Linked DNA regions of Rattus norvegicus: region 2 is linked to region 1. Evidence: chromatin contacts called from public Hi-C data. All regions are on one chromosome and are shown on one strand. Each heading gives the region's core, a stretch centred on a gene start, on an enhancer-like site or on the middle of the called end of the contact. The rest is flanking DNA. Distances are from core to core; before and after follow the strand shown. Region 1 overlaps Ezh1 (enhancer of zeste 1 polycomb repressive complex 2 subunit). Region 2 holds the start of Ramp2 (receptor activity modifying protein 2).

The links. Hi-C and Micro-C count contacts between places; a contact is called where the count stands out from the background.
Region 2: a Hi-C map of the A7r5 cell line shows a contact between it and region 1, with 5 times the contacts expected there. The contact joins the promoter of Ramp2 here to the enhancer-like site in region 1. A contact is called at or near these places in 11 of 12 Hi-C or Micro-C datasets (the A7r5 cell line, the Rat2 cell line, Schwann cells and 6 more) and 1 of 1 datasets of contacts at active chromatin or transcription factors (oligodendrocytes).

Annotation. Positions count from the first base shown.
Region 1 is chr10:86,640,378-86,645,158 of GRCr8, forward strand. Ezh1 (enhancer of zeste 1 polycomb repressive complex 2 subunit) reads right to left here. Exons shown (of 20, transcript NM_001107051.1): 7 at 3,819-3,921; 8 at 3,221-3,384; 9 at 2,760-2,851. Among named protein-coding and RNA genes, the nearest start is that of Ezh1, 9.9 kb to the right of the region's middle. Within about 2 kb of position 2,679, at least 6 of the 93 cell types and tissues checked have an H3K27ac peak or open chromatin away from gene starts, as enhancers often do. A contact at or near this core is called in the A7r5 cell line, where this site is marked.
Region 2 is chr10:86,686,243-86,691,023 of GRCr8, forward strand. It overlaps Ramp2 (receptor activity modifying protein 2), which reads left to right and starts at 2,906. Exons shown (of 4, transcript NM_031646.2): 1 at 2,906-3,069; 2 at 3,544-3,609; 3 at 4,048-4,150; 4 at 4,281-4,714. The coding sequence starts at 2,946. The coding sequence ends at 4,536.

The sequences.
Region 1 (4,781 bases), core at 1,429-3,928:
GCTTCTTTTGATTTCTTTGGGCATTAAAAATGTTATTTAAGAGCTGATGCAGACAAGTGCTGGTACACACCTATAATCCCAGCATTTGAGAGGCTGAACCAGGATCTTGAGCCTGAACTATATTTCAGACTAGTCTAAAACCAAAAAGTTCTTATTAAAAAGTTGGTAAGCCGAGAATAGCTCAGTGTTCGAGCACTTGCCTAGCATACATGTGGCTGTAAATTCAATTCTCAGCACTGTAAAAAGAAAAAAAAAAAACCTAAAGAAACTATAAACACTGGTTTCTCTTCAGTCTTTTGCCTTCTTCTGAAGCTTTTTATAAGAACTGAGTCCTAGGTTACCATTCCAAAGGCTTGCTTTGGCAGGGCCAAACATCTTGTTATGATTAAAGACACTGTCTGTAAAGAAAAACAAAAATAGGGGGAAGATAGCCCAGCACATTAGACAGGTCACACAAATGTATGTGTGTGGCTCTCAAGTTGAACAAACACACGCACAAGGTTTCAGAGTGGTGACTCTAAGAAGAGTGATGACCTTTTGAGTTAATGAAGTGCTAAATGTTAACATTATGTTGGGAGAAAGGCCTGGAATAATTTTAAAAGGACGAGTTATAGATCAGGACCTGAATCTGAACAACACTGCGAGCACTGACTTATCTGTTACCCTGCTGAAGATGGTCCAGAAGGCACATGGCTGTGCACTGTAGTTTTTTTTTTTTGGGGGGGGGTTCTTTTTTTTCGGAGCTGGGGACCGAACCCAAGGCCTTGCGCTTCCTAGGTAAGCGCTCTACCACTGAGCTAAATCCCCAGCCCCGTGCACTGTAGTTTTAACCAATGGCAGAAACTGTGTGAAGCAGCCGATCCTTCGCCTGAGCACAGCCTGTTACATAGAGAACTGAGCAATGCCCTCCTGTGGGGGTTGTTCTGGCTAAGTACTTTCCCCCACCCCTTTCAAAAGTACCTCCCCTTCCCCTGCCTAGCATCTGAGGTCTAAAAACAAGTGACATCTTAAGCAGTAAATAATCTACGCACAGGCTGACAGACCCCGAGAGCAGCTGATGGCCTTCAGATATGTATAGAATTCTGCATTATCCTTCAGTTTGTGCATCGCCTCACGCAAACCACACAGATTACTGAGGTTTAACAGCAGTATGTCTGGGCAGATGACTCAGTGGGTAAAAGTGCAGCTGACCTGAGTCTGATTACCAGGACTCACACAGAGGGAGAAAACTAACTCCCGAAAGTTGTCTTCCGACCTCTATACATACACTATTGACACGCCTCACCCAAAGCTCAAAATAAATGATTAAAATATGTCTGCCCACAGAACTACAGAAACTAGCCTCAGAAGATCAAGATCTACTGATATGTGCTAGTCGGCGATGAAAGGACACATGCCCCAGATGACCAAGATCTCACCCCGCACACACAGCCCTCCAGCAAAGCATCACATAGCTCCCCACGTCAAAGCCTTCCGTCCCCAAGTCCTCCATCCTTTCTCCCATTTAGCGCTGAGGAGCCAGAATGAATGAAGGGCTGGCAGCCGAGTCAATGGCGGCCCCTTAGCAGTTGCCCTGGGGAGTCCCTGTTACTTCCCTTTCTCTTTGCCCCCACAGTTGTCACCTTCCTTTGCCCAATTCTAAATCCTAATGAGAAGTTCACCCAAATGATCAAGATATTAAATGCTGGGGTTGGGGATTTAGCTCAGTGGTAGGGCGCTTGCCTAGCAAGCACAAGGCCCTGGGTTCAGTCCCCAGCTCCGGAAAAAAGAAAAGGAAAAAAAAAAAAAGATATTAAATGCTAACTAGTCTTTCTTTCCACATACAGCATGCACGGTACCAGATAACGAGAACACAGGAACTCCTTACTGTTTACAACAGTGCATCAGCTCAGAGACCATGTGGCTACTCTGAAGGTTAGAAATGACCTATCTGCCTACGTAACTAACTGTATGGATTTACAAAGGAGGCTGGGGACCACTGGGCCAGTCAGAGAACTTTCAAAACACTCCCTGAACGACCAGATCCTCGTCAGCCAACTGCCATCCTGCCTACTCCTCTGTTCCTCCCTGGAAGCCCTTTGAGTTCCTTCGTTCTCTGAGACGTTTTTTCCAGGTTTTTCAAGACAGGGGTTTCTCTGTGTATCCATGGCTGTCTTGGAACTCACTCCATAGACCAGGCTGGCCTCGAACTCAAAGATCCATATGCCTGTCTCCTGAGTACTAAAGGCAGAGCCATCACGCCCATCAAGATGGAATCTTAAGGTACCACCACCACATCCTCAGGATGCCAGCCAGCTGTTGAGTAAACACGATCTTCCCCCCAACTCTCTCTTATCTTCCAAGCATTGGTTTTGTGGAGAAAACAGCATATACACCATACACACACACACACACACACACACACACACACACACACACACACACCACACACTTTGCTCTATTATTTTTTTCTTTGATGGTGCTGGGGGCCAAGCCCAAGTACTCTAGCACCAACACACAGGTACAGACCTCTTTGCTCTAAATTGAACAACAGTCTCAAACTGAAGTTTAAAAAGCAGAAAATCCTTTACTAATGTTCATCAAATCTTACCCCATCAGCCCAAAAGAAAGACTAAATCCATTCTATCATGTCTGGACTGCCTCTGCAGTGCTGTGGGCTGACTCACTTAGCATGTGTTCCCAGACAAAGAAAGTTCAAGGACCATTTCCTGCTCAACCTTAAGCAGAGCTAACCAAGCCAGGACAGCTTATGGACTTACCAGCCAAAGGAAGCAGTCTGCACCACATGGTTCTGGCTCAATCTTGATTTCTCTGTTCTTCCTTTTGTACACATTAGGGGTGGCGTGGAAAGCTAGAAAACAAAAGGCTGTAGTGTTTCCAAGGCTCTACCCCAACTAAGAGGAAGCAGGGAAACCGAGTCAGGGAGCTATGGCAGGTGTTAACTCCATATGAAGGTGACCCAAAGGGTACAGAAAATTTAGTTCTCATAACTATACAATCCTTTCAAAGACGGGAGGCACCAAGGGACAAGCCCAGTGTTTAATTAAGTTGAACCTATCATGCAAACCATATCAGTGTCACCCAGCAAATCAAGGCAGACCTGGCCTTTTGTGAAGCCCTTGCCAGAGCAGGAACTGGGAACTCCACAGAGTAAATACACAGGAGGAATTGGGCTGGGGTGGGAGGAGAGAAGCACTTCACACAGAGCAGCCCCACTCACGGTGAAGGAAGCAGTCGTATTTAAAACAGCGCCGACAGAACAGGGTGTGGAAAGAGTGCAGAGACTGCTCCCGCTGCACTGACTTAGCATTGGGGCCATCGATGTTGGGTGTGCACTGAGGGGGAAGTGCATTGGGGTCCGACATCTCTGTCAGCTCTCGATACCTGTAAGAAAAGAGAGAACTCCTCTTTAGGAAACTCCCCACTGTAACCAGGGGAACTGCCATAAAGGGTTGGCGTGCCAAGGGAGGATGGGTGGTTTTTATAGGCCTGGTGGGTGGGACGATAAGCAGCTAAGCGGACATGCCATCGGAACTGTGCAGGGCTGTATCAGAGTAAGGAGAAGGTGGCTGGGTAAGTTCAGTGCTGGTAGAATTATCCAGAAGGACAGAGCAAGTTTTCTGCCCATTCAGCCTCAAAAGCAGCACAGAGAATGAACCCTCATATGACAAGGGACATTCAGAGGTAACCAGACAAGAAAGTCAGAAGTGCAAGCAAACCATGGCACACAACAGGGCTTTTTATTAAGCAAAAGACGGGCTTGGCTAAGAATCTGTTCACGAGCCTGGGTGTAGCCTGAGAGGAACAGCTTTCCCTACCTCTCCTTCATGTCGTCAGGGACACCATTCTCGGGGAACATGGAAGCAATGGCGCTGAAGATCATGTCATTTGGAAACTGTTTCTTGGAGCTCTTTTTGTTGCCTGAATGGGAAATGACAGTGAACTCGTGAGTGTAGGCAAGGCTGTCTGGATTTTCCCCCTTGGGTGCAGCAGAGTGATTAGAGCTGCTGTGCTCATCCAAACCTCAACTATATTGACAACAAAGTCTGTAGTCCTGATAGAATCAAGAGAAGGGTCTCTCGGAGGTGAAGACGGACAGACCCACCATGACACTGTGCTGAGGAGCGGGACTGACACTGGGACTCTTTCACAGGAAGAGAGACATGTCTCTGGATATACAATTAAAGAACAGTGCAGGGGCTGGGGATTTAGCTCAGTGGTAGAGCGCTTACCTAGGAAGCGCAAGGCCCTGGGTTCGGTCCCCAGCTCCGAAAAAAAAAAAAAAAAGAACAGTGCAAATCCGTAATCTGACAACTCCTTCTGTCCCCAGTCTTATGTGCATGGGCATGTATGCAGATGTGTATTTGTGTATGTGGGCACACATGTGGGCATGCATGCCAGCAAATGTGAGGTCCTGAGGCAGATTTCTAGAATCATCTTCCTCCACTCCTCTTCCACCTTATCCTTTGGCCCAAGATTTGCCAACATGAATATTCTGGCTAGCCATCTTGTCTTGGGGATGCCCTTTTGGCCCTTAGAAGGCCAGAAGTACAGACAGGTTTCCCCATTCTGCATTTCCATGGCTCCTGGGTATCTGGAGACCTCATGCTTGCATAGCAAACTTCACAGCCAAGTAATACTGAGTTAAATACTAATGACTTGGAAAATATTTATAAAATTAATAAGATAAAAGTTTATATCATGCACCCATACGATCTCAATTTAGTATCATGATGATTTATTTATGTACAATTTAAAATCTACAAGAAATAATCAGATTA
Region 2 (4,781 bases), core at 1,656-4,155, 46 kb after region 1:
GGAACATTGATAACAACCTGTAAATACACAGAGCAGAATCTTAACATCAACTGCCATGGCTTCTCCTCTCTCTCACTCTGTCTCTCTCTGTCTCTCTCTGTCTCTCTCTGTCTCTCTCTCTCCTTTCTCTCCCCCTCTGTCCTAGTCTCCTCCTCTTCCTTCAAACTTCTCTCCCACCCATCCTTCCTTCTCCAATGACAGGCCTCCTTCTATCCTGTACCTGCCCCTCACCTGTACTTTACAAATTCAATGGGGAGGTGGTTCTGGTGAAGTCACCTGAGTTCTGAGTACAAGACTAGGCAGCTGTCCTTGGGGCAGTGGAATTAGCATCAAAATACAGATAACTTCAGGGCAAACCACAACACTAATGAAGGTGCTGACTCCACAGAGAATCAGAGGCTGGACCTGGTCAGTGTCCTCCTCCGTGTTCGTTGTTTTATCTACTACCCAAGCTACTCCATTTAAGATCACATTTGCTTTTGTCCCCTTTAACTTTGGCCCTGACTGCAGCCCCAGCACACAGTGGGCTCTGGTGCTTCTGGTCCCTCGGAGTGGAAATGTCTTCTGTTTCCTTTCCGCTTCTCCTGACTCACCTCTCAACCTTTCTTCCTAGCTTCCTTCCTCTCAATCTCATGACCTGGACACCTCCTCCTTGGCCAAATGTCCTTCTCGACAAGGGCAGTGCTGGGCTGGGAAGGAGCTCAGTGGATAGAGGGCTTGCCTGGCACGCTTAAGGCCCTGCGTTTTATCCTCGGCATAACATCAACTGGGTGTGGCTGTGAACTCTTGTGATCCCAATACTCAAAAAGTGGAGCGGGTAGATCACAAATTCAAGGTCTTCCCTGGCTATGTTGAGGCAAACTGGAGCTTCGTGAGATACTGATCCAGAAGGAAGGAAGAAGGAAGGGAGGGAGGAGACAGAAGGAAGGAAGGGAGGAGAAAGTAAGGAGAGAGGAAGGAAGGAAGGCAGGCAAGCAGCTAGGGAGATCACTTAGTGGTTAAGAGCATTTTTCTGCTCCTGCACAGGAAGACGTTCAGTTCCCAGCACTCATGTGGTTCCCACTCCTTTGTAACTTCAGCTCCAGAGGACCCCCACCCCCCAATACTCTACTCTGGCTTCTTCAGGCACCTGCACACATGTACATACATACATGTGCCCCCCCCAACACACACATATGTACATTGAAAAGCATTTAAGATCTAAAGAAGGAAAGGGTGATTCTTTGAAGAATGGGAGATATAAAGTTTGGTCCCCAGTTTGAAGCGTCTCGGAGGCTACTTGGCTCTCTGCACCTTTGAAGGAACGACCCTTACCAACAGAACTCTGAGGCGTTCAAAGGGCCACCACCACCCCTTATGCTGCCTATAATTAATTAATTCCAGCTGCCTGTCGCCATGATGCAGCTGAGGTCCTGAGATGCTTTTTCTTTTTCTTCTTCTTTTTTTTTTTAAGAGACCATAAAAGATAACTTTGGTGGACTGAGATCAGTAAACTGGGACAACAGCAACAGCTGAGTTCAAGGGTCAATGTCTGGGAGTAATTGGGAAAGTTTTGTGCTGACAGCTGTATGATTGGAATTAAAAAGTGCGATCAAACAAGCCCCTGGGCTAATTCAGGCTAATGGATAGCTGGCCCAATATACAGCAACAGCTGAGTTGTGATAGCTGGCAGGATCCCTGGGGGCCCAGACTGAGCCTCAGGGCTTCCCAGTAAAATTCGACCTTAGCCAAGTTACTCAGGAAAGGGAAAAAAAGAAAACCGGCTTCTGTGGAGTGAGTACAGTCTCTTTCTACAAAGGAGGAGATTCCTCCAGAGCAGAAGGAGAGCAAGGTCTTAATGGTGCATGAGAAACCGATGGCAACTGTAGCGTCCAAGGCCGGGGAGTGGGAAAATAGATTTAGGAACAGAACTTTTCAGTTCGAGTCCTGGGGTCTCTCCTTAATCTTTAGCTGCCTCCTCCTCTATAAAACTGGTGGTGGTAAAAATATGCTTGCCTTGGGGCTGGGTTCCAGCAGCAGCAGCAGCAGCAGCAGCAGCAGCAGCAGCAGCAGCAGCAGCAGCAGCAGCAGCAGCAGCTCACCTCAAACACTAAGTGGCACATTGAAAGTTCTAGTATCAGGGGTTGGGGATTTAGTTCAGTGGTAGAGCGCTTGCCTAGCTAGCGCAAAGCCCTGGGTTCGGTCCCCAGCTCCGAAAAGGAGAAAAAAAGAAAAAAAAAAGTTCTAGTGTCTCCCTTAGTTCTAACAACCTGGGTGGCCATTTTCCTGGAAATGTAGTCATCTTTCTTTTTGCACTCCAATATCAGGTTTGTGGGTGAAGGACCCAGAATTTACATTGAAGGAGGGTTATTTAGATATTACTACCTCCCTACCCTGCTTCCCTGACCGTCTTCTCCCTTTCTCAGTAGGGCCAGGCCCCTCTACTATCCGGATTTTGGCAGACATCAGTGGGTGTTCCCTGGGAAAAGAAAGTGGTGCGGGCGCAGCTCTTGCCGCCACTTCCCACCCAAACCCCTGCCTCAGATACCAAGGCATCGGAGGCCCTTGGAGCTCCCAACCGCCTCCTTCTTCCCCAGGTCTGGGACAGCAGCGGGTCCCCACCCCTCCGGTGCGAGAAGGAGGAAGCGACTGGAATCCCTCGGCTGATGCTGGCAGACTTGAGCTAGTCCGGGATGGGAAGTGGATCCCGGTTCATGGGGTACAGGGGGAGCTGTCCAGCCCCGCGGTCCGAGCTGGAAGCGAGAGTGGGCCAAGGCAATCCAGGCCGAGTGAATTACGGGTGCGGCAGTGACTCCCTCTGCAGCCCGCCCCCCACGTGGCCGCCGCCGTGCCAGCCCCTCCGAGGAAGCGGCGCGGCTTCCTGCGGCTGGGGCCCGGGATATAGGCGCCCCCGCCCGGGCCAGCTCAGCTCCGCCGCCCCTCCTCGCCATCTCGCCCAAGGCGTGATGGCTCCGCTCCGGGTAGAGCGCGCCCCGGGTGGATCACAGCTCGCTGTGACCAGCGCCCAGCGGCCCGCAGCGCTCCGCCTCCCTCCGCTGTTACTGCTGCTGTTGCTGCTGCTGCTGGGCGGTGAGCACAGCGTTGGGGCCCGGGTGGGAGATGAGGGAGGTCCGGGAGGGGAAGGGGCCTGGGCCATCGAGGCCAGCACGGGACCACCCTGCGAGTGCCAACCGACGTGAGGAGCAGCTCTGACCTGCACATGGGTCCTGAACACATCTCTGGTTTGGCGCAGGCCAGCTACTTAGGCTGCTTCGTACTTAAGAAAAGCTGGGGTGCCTGCTCGGACCCCGCAGAGAAGTCTTAGGAGGTTCAGGACTGACAAAGAGGGAGAGGGCTTTGGACTCGGGAGTGATTGGGACGCATCTGGTACCAGCCGTTCCCTTCCCTCAATAGGACAATCCCATGGGGGAGGAGGGGAGATTATTCTTTTTGTTCCAAAGCAGTGCTGACTTCCCAGGGCCTTGCTCGCTACCCATAAACAGGTACTACTGTTCAGACCTCTCCCCATATCACCCCACCCTTCTGGTTCATTTCTTTATACAGCTGTCTCAACCTCTCCGGAGTCCCTGAATCAATCTCATCCTACTGAGGACAGCCTTCTGTCAAAAGGTGAGTGCCTAAGTCTGAGGGAGAATGACCTAGTGGGAAGGATAAGCCCAGCACGGGGGAGGAGTCCTTTCACAAGACAATCCTAGAACCAACTGATGCCCGCTAACCTCTCTGGTGTCTCTTGGGGTTCCTATGGTCTTCCTCCCTATCATCCCACAAAGCCACAGTCCAGTGCCTTGGCCCAGTTGGCTAGGTAGAGCAAGACTAGGTCTATGTGAATATCTTGCGGGGCTAGACAATATAATTGCCATTGCAGGATTCCCGAGCCACAGAGTTCGGGGAGAGAATGCTCCTCTCGGCCACAAGTGTCCTGCTAGGGAGATTTTCAGAGGGATTCCCTTCTCTAAAGGCAGAAGACTGTACTCTGGAAATACCTGGATCAGAAGGCTCGGAGGGAGGGCCAGGGGTGTGGTCATTGGGAAGCCTCTGTCCCCACAGGGAAGATGGAGGACTACGAAACAAATGTCCTACCTTGCTGGTATTATTACAAGACTTCCATGGACTCTGTCAAGGACTGGTGCAACTGGACTTTGATTAGCAGGTAGGGGCAGTGTTGAAGGAGGATGGCTCAGGCCAGGAGTTGGATCTGACCTTTGTGGGTGGGGGGTGGGGGGTCATCCTTCTCCCTGGACCCAATCCTTCCCTCACTCGAATCCCCTACTGCTCTCCAGGTATTACAGCAACCTGCGGTATTGCTTGGAGTACGAGGCAGACAAGTTTGGCCTGGGCTTCCCAAATCCCTTGGCAGAAAGTATCATCCTTGAGGCTCACCTGATACACTTTGCCAACTGCTCCTTGGTGCAGCCTACCTTCTCCGATCCCCCAGAGGATGTGCTTCTGGCCATGATCATAGCCCCCATCTGCCTCATCCCTTTCCTCGTTACGCTTGTGGTGTGGAGGAGTAAAGACGGCGATGCGCAGGCGTAGGCTCCGCCTCTCAGCAGCCATCTTTTCCCTGTACCCTGCTGGAACCAGGATCTCTCCTCCCCTCCCTACCCACTTACTCCCATCCTTCCCACAGACCTTCGGATTGGTGGAAATGGAAGAAAGGGGAACTGATAGCACAATGTCCGTCGTCTTTAAAATAAAATATGTTTTTGTACAATCGTCCCTTCCTAGTGGGGTCTGTGTAGATGATAGTCCTACGGGGCATCATTACTGGGCAACGGAGC